Linked DNA regions of Zea mays: region 1 is linked to region 2. The links are chromatin contacts, called in public Hi-C maps. All regions are on one chromosome and are shown on one strand. Each heading gives the region's core, a stretch centred on a gene start, on an enhancer-like site or on the middle of the called end of the contact. The rest is flanking DNA. Distances are from core to core; before and after follow the strand shown.

Evidence for each region. A called contact is a pair of places that touch in the nucleus more often than the background predicts.
Region 1: a contact with region 2 is called in a Hi-C map of tassel, with 2.1 times the contacts expected there. The contact joins the promoter of LOC100217123 here to the promoter of LOC100280280 in region 2. A contact is called at or near these places in 4 of 25 Hi-C or Micro-C datasets (bundle sheath, ear, leaf and 1 more).

Annotation. Positions count from the first base shown.
Region 1 is chr6:172,103,079-172,106,409 of Zm-B73-REFERENCE-NAM-5.0, forward strand. It overlaps LOC100217123 (Dolichyl-diphosphooligosaccharide--protein glycosyltransferase subunit STT3A), which reads left to right and starts at 1,908. Exons shown (of 23, transcript NM_001359623.1): 1 at 1,908-2,140; 2 at 2,243-2,305; 3 at 2,593-2,648; 4 at 2,756-2,827; 5 at 2,914-3,019. The coding sequence starts at 2,009. It overlaps LOC100194358, which reads left to right. Exons shown (of 3, transcript NM_001139393.1): 3 at 385-1,028. The coding sequence ends at 723.
Region 2 is chr6:171,523,124-171,526,493 of Zm-B73-REFERENCE-NAM-5.0, forward strand. LOC100280280 reads right to left here and starts at 1,580. Exons shown (of 13, transcript NM_001153208.1): 1 at 1,489-1,580; 2 at 893-1,114; 3 at 497-793; 4 at 252-419; 5 at 1-156. The coding sequence starts at 1,527. It overlaps LOC100194088, which reads right to left. Exons shown (of 14, transcript NM_001359391.1): 14 at 3,334-3,370.

The sequences.
Region 1 (3,331 bases), core at 658-3,157, 580 kb after region 2:
TGTTAAGATGCTGGAAAATAAATAGAAATGTCATGTGCTTTCTGAATTCCCTTGGCACAGTCAAGTTATTAGGCTTCTCCAGATAGCAACTATTCAGAGCTTTTGTTGATATCAGATATTCAGTTTGTTCTTTTGTTGATAGTGTCAATTTGTTGTACATATTTTCTATATTGAAATCCTGTATGGTCACTACCAACTTTACCATTCTAGATGTATTGTTCGGATCGTTGTTTCCAGATCTCTTAATTTTGAGATGTTACAATCTGTATTTATTTGACTATTTTGTCACTTCTGATGTTTACATGCATCATAGTAAATGTTTCTAGATTGCTATCTGACAGTCTTAAAACTGACAACTTCACCATCATGTATGTGGTCCTGCAGCGCTCGTATGATGCTCGCAAGGCTCTTCAGAAAAATGGTATGCAACTAAGCAACAGTCTGATAGTTGGAGTAAAGCCTATTGATGCAGTGCACCGGCAGCAGCTGGACAAGGGTTTCGCTCAAAGCAATCAAGGTGGATTTATGGTTTCCTTGCCTTCAAAGTCACTGGGCTTGAAGAGCGTAGGTGCATCAAACCAGTTAGGAGCCTTGCCCCGCCCATATGACCCGAAAGCTAACACGAATGCCAGCCGAGATGCTGGCCGTCGTGCAACTGGCAGCGTTGCTGCACCAGCAAAATCAATTGTAACCAATGTGATGGATTTGATATTTGGCATTTGATATGGCAATGAGAACCAATCATCCGGAATATTCTCTGTTTCTTCTGTTTACTTGTTCGAGAATGCCAGCATGCCAAAGATTCAGCAGCAAATTTTGCTGAAGTTTGAGAGCTTACTGAGTGAACTTCCTTTTGGCGTGTAACATTAAAATTATTCAATTTTCACGTTTAATCGAAGTTATGTTGTCTCATGTCCATATGAGGGCAGTTGTATGTTAATGGCCATGGTGTATGTCTTGTTTCTGTCTCTCCCTCGGCCTCGAAAAAAAAGTGCTGGTGTAATTTCGAGAAATCATATGTTGCTCTCAGGAGTGTCGTGTCATCTAGAGTGTTTTTTGAGTGGATGAATTGTGTCATTTTGTTGTGTTAATAGCCTCATAGGTTGGTAATTGCAAGGCAAGAGATTGGATGCTTTCGGCTGAAAGCCTGAAACGAAACTCTGAATCTCTAATGGTGCTTTCACAAGGTTTTAAGGTACTGGAAACGGTATTTCAAGGTGAAGCGAGGAAATACCGTTTCCTGTAACTTGAAACATTGAAAGCATTTTTTTTTTCTATTGACACCTTCACTATATCTGTTCACTATATAATTTGGGTTTATCCGCTCACGCTTACCTTTCTTCTTGTTCTTCTTTCCTTTCTTTTTCTTTTTTTAAAAAAAGTGCGCTCACCAAGCCACGCCACTGGATTGCATACCGTTTTGTACACCAAGGTGTTTCCTGTGGTCCCTAGCTGTTTGGGGCTTTCTGATTGGCTACTGTGCTGGAAAACATGTCATCGAACCGATTAGGCGGAGTCATTTTCTTGACAAAAAAAAAGAGAAATCTAGGCCCATGGATGAAAATACCAACGGTATCGATCGTCGCTTGCCTAGATTTTTCACATTAGCCCTAGGGTATGGTATCCTTATCATTGTGTGTAGTTTTCTATTTTCATCTCTTCGACTGTTCGATGGCCACGAATAAAATTTTGGTTATCTCAATAAAATATACTCCTACTATTCAAACTAAAAAAATCGATCTAGTATTACATTTACAACGACACACCGTGTCTGCGCATTATAGTAGGCCGAAGCGGGATTCAATCAAACAACCCCGTTCCGACAAATAGAAGCGTTCTCAGGGGCTTACTCGCGAAAAGCTCAATAAATCCCGAGTCGTAGCACGGGACTGGAGCACCCAACCCAAGTTCACGATCGCGAGGTCTTCGTCTCCGCCTGGGTCCAGCTCTCGGATTTCCGCGCGTTCCACTTCCACCCACACACACACCCCCAAGGACGCAGGCCGCAATGGCGGAGCCCGAGGTCTCCCCCGCAGCGGCCGGCGGCGGCGGGCGGCTCCGCAACGCCTTCGGGGGCGTGCTCTGCGCCTTCACGCTTCTCCTCATCGGCGTCGTCGCCTTCTCGATCCGCCTCTTCTCTGTAAGATCCGTTTCGCCCCCGAGCTTCCAGATCCAGTTCGGCGCTCGCAAAGCGCTCCCCGAATTGTGTGTGTGCTCACGCGTTATGCCTGTTGCTGCGCAGGTAATCAAGTACGAGAGCGTGATCCACGAGTTCGACCCCTACTTCAACTTCCGCGTCACTCAGGTCTGGTTGCCGGATCCATTCATTTAACTTTTTCCTTCTGTTCTGCTATATGTGGAACTGAGCTCGCTTCCGTAGGAGACTACGGCGCCTATATTCATGCTGTGTTTCGGTGTTGGGAGGGTTTTGGGTTTTGAAAATCAACTCTTCTGCTGTGCGCTGTGTGTTAGATTTAGTTTACTATGAGATAATGAGTGGAAGGATAAAGAAAGTGACTCTCACGTAGGGGCATAACTTTTTGGCTGAAACGATCATCTGTCACATCTGGTCTAAATTTCTTCTTGTTACAGTTTCTGTCCAAGAATGGAATTTATGAGTTCTGGAACTGGTTTGATGATAGGACATGGTAAGGGCAGCTCCAAACTATCAACCATTTAGTATTGCGCAATTTCTGTGTGGAAGGAATCAATTACTCGGCTGATTTCGTTGCTGTTGCTGCTGCTGCTGCTTTAGGTACCCCCTTGGCCGTGTGATCGGTGGCACTGTGTATCCTGGGTTGACATTGACTGCTGGAACTATGTGGTGGTATGCCATCAAGGGACACAATTTACCGTCTTACATTTACATTGCTTCTGATTCAATATGCCTAAAGTATTTGAATGGTCCACTAGGTTGCTGAACTCTCTTAACATCCCATTGTCGGTGGAGACAGTTTGTGTGTTCACAGCTCCAATTTTCTCAGCAAATGCATCATGGGCTACCTACCTGCTAACAAAGGTTGGTTGTTCAAGGAAATGTGAGCTCTCACATTAACTCACATTAATGTTACCAGTGACAGAGGGTGGAATTGGGGGGGGGGGGGGGGGCTAATTGATGTATAGATTTTTTTTTGCTGCTTTAGTATGTTTTCTTACTATCTTGTCTTACATGGAATTGGTAATTGCATATATCAAAGAAGAAAAGATTAGCATTCGATCAAGTATCAACCTACCTTTCCACTTTAATTAGTGTATCTATATTATAGAATAATTATTACACGGTAATGTGTTGGCAGAGAGGGGGGATGGCTCAGTTTTGCCTCTGAGCCGC
Region 2 (3,370 bases), core at 330-2,829:
TTGGCAGCGATAGTCTCCTCCCACGTACACAGATTTTGGCTCTTCAGGACGTTTCACGCACGGAAGGTCAGACAGAAGTGGTTCTACAACTGAAATCAGCGCATCATGATCAACTCCTGATGCTGCAAGAACCATCCTGGGAGCAGTGTAATGTTCCTACATTTATCATAATTTATCATAACAAACAAAAAAGTCACAGAGACGCTTTCATGACTGAGCATTGACTTGGGAAATAAATCACTGAATCTTACAGCAACAAATTCCTCCAAGCTGCTAACATCCAACCGGTTTACAGCAGATTCTGAAGCCATCAAAGGTTTTGCCAGTGCCCCGGAATATCCAACCGAATGAAGGGCCTCCAGAAGTAGACCTTGAGGATTAGCAGACGCATCAGCTATTTCAGATTTTATGTTCTGGAGCTGTAGAAACGAAGAACGCCATTAGTACATAAAAGGATGAAAAAAAGAACTTCAATTTATTTTCAGTGATAAAGTACCTGCTCTTTGACCTCCCAATCGAGGAATGCTGGATTCCTCACACTGTCAATGAGAACTTCAACCATTTCTGGTGTATAGCTCTTCAATGCATCATAGGTATAGCTCATTTGTTCACGGGAAGCTGATGCAGAGACATTTCCTCCAATGGCTTCTACCTCACGAACTAACCGTAAGTGAGTCCGATTCACTGTGCTCTTGAAGGCCATTCTCTCCAACAGATGTGATACTCCAGATGAAGCAGGTGTTTCGTAAATGGAACCACAGTCAATGTACAGACCCACAGATGCTGCTGGGCTCTGAGTTAAGTCCATAAGAAAACATTGATGTCATGGAAAAGAACGGAAACAAAACAAAACAAAACCAGAACTTCAACATATGTGAGAGCAGGGCAGTACCGATGATGTCTCCGAGGCGATCTTGACGCCATTTGGAAGAGTAGTGACTTTTGTCTTAGATGGCTCTACAAAATCTGGTAGAGGTGAGGGAATGCTAATGCCTGGGAGTGGAACATCAAGGGGAGGGAGTTCGCTTGATTTTCCACCAAGAAGCCAGCTGAACAGACCACCTGAGGACTGCTTCGCAACACTTGTACTGGCAAGCCTAGAAGCACCATGATGCTGAAAATGAAAACAATACAAGAATGGAATATGTCTTTCAGGCTAGAGAATGCGTCAACAATTAGCATCAAATAAGTGGGAAACACAACTCAAAGGGTATGTGAAATCTAACACTGCAAGACAAATTTGAGAATGGACAACAACCAAAGCTGCCTGCCGAATTTCTTTCTTATGGGATTCGTTTCATCTGTGTCCCTACTCCCTAGTGCCTACAAGGAAATAGGAGTAAAGAACCCAGCTTCTGATTCATCGCCACATGAGAACGACACTCAGGCGACCCGTTCGGATCTAACCTAAGTGCAATCATACCCGAGTGGATCGAGACGTGCATGCAACGGGGAAGGGGAAGGCAGGGGAGAATAGGAGGGCGGAACCTTGAGGGAGCGGAGGTGGCTCCCGGCGGCGCGGTACATGGTCTCCGGCGATACGAGATCCTGCGGCGGCGGAAGAGGAGCAGAGGCCGGCGGTGAGGGACGGTGCGCGCGTGCACAAGCTTTGGGGTGGAGAGAAAAAGGCCAAGAGTTCCGCCTCTCACGTTGGGCCGCTGGGTCCGTGGGCCTAAAGTTTTTCTTTCCCTTTTGAGGATCAGCCGTGGGCTTAAGTGAAAGTTGATTCCATCGCTTTAGGCTTCATTTCTGGACCACGGGCCCATTTGTTTCCGATCGCATCGCACAATACAAGGTTTACTAGTCATAGCTTATTTCGAATTTTATACTATCATATACGATCTACTGTCTACTAGTCATAGCTTTAGGGCATCTCTTTGGTTGTTTCGTCCGACATGCGTCACCTCGCCTCACTAGCTTGGGCCAGCTAAGCAAGCCATTTTAGTTTGGATGAAAAAAATATGAAGCGGAATTGAAAAATATGAAGCGGAGCAGTCAAAACCAGGGTTTTACAAACCGGTTGGGAGTCAAAAACCGGCCAGCGCCGATAACCGATTTATTGCGATTAACCATGATAAACCAGTACAAACCAGTTTTTAATTTTGACCAATTCTAGAACAGTTTATCGGTCCATACAACCGATTAATCGGTCACTAATTTGATAAACCGACAGCGGTACGTTAGAAACCAAATCTCTTTTTTTTTGCCAAATAAGGGTCTGTTTGGTTGGGTTGTGGCTGTGAAAAAAGTTGTTGTGGGCTGTGAGTTGTGGAAAAAGCTGTTGTAGGCTGTAAGATGTTAAAAAGCTAAAAACCGTTCGGTGGAAACCACTAAAAGTCGTTAAAAATTCTTCGATATATGTTTTCACAGTTCCATCCGAAAAGTCACTAAAAGCAGGTCCAGGGGTGCTTTCAGATTTGCACTACAAGAAAGTCGGCTTTTAGAAAAAGCTGCTTCCTGGATCCAGCCTTTTGGTTGGCTTTTGGCTTTTAGGGGGCAAAAGCCAAAGCCAAAAGTCAAACCAAACACACCCTAAAGCACATTGATGTCATAAAATTTAAACAAAAAATGCATAAATGTGATCACAAGCCCAATAACAATATTTAAAGGTTCAAATGTATTACATGGTACAGTTTCATTGTTCAAATATTTTCATGTCACGATTTCACAGTTCACAAATAACATCGAAGATACAATAGAAGGTGAAATTATTCATGCAAATCAATTGATTTTTTTATTTGTCTTCATGACAAAAAAAAAATAAATGGGTCATATGAGCTCAAAAAATGTTATATAGTTTTTAGATTTTTATTGGGGGTGCATGCAGTTCAAATTAGTATTTGTTTCGGCTAGCGCATAAAACATCGCTTGTACAATATAGAAAGGATGAGTTATTTTTAAAAATTCTGAACTTCTAGACGACAACTTATAAGTGGTGTATTGCATGTAAAGTAACTTTCATGAATAATTCATAGTATCTATACAAAAGTTGGCATAAAAAGTTTTCAAAATTTATAAGTTTTTCCAAATTTTAAATCAAAAACTGGTGTATCGGTATTACCGGTAGGCACCGATTACCAATTAGCGGGCCGGTAAGCCGGATGAACTGTTCAGTTTGATGAACCTTGGTCACTATATATCTTATCCACCTTTTAAACGCAAAAGGCAAATAGCATGGTAAAATGTTATTTTCACTAAGCAACACCTTGTTTGTTAGTGGCGGACATGAGGCCATAAGACCGGCTCAGAAGGCGAGACAGACAGGCACCAAGAAGGTTAGGGGGAATTGAAGGGATTTAAAGTAAAAAAAAGGTAAACTGGTGCAGAAATAAATTAGATTGAATATGACCGACTTCAATTGCAATAGCTG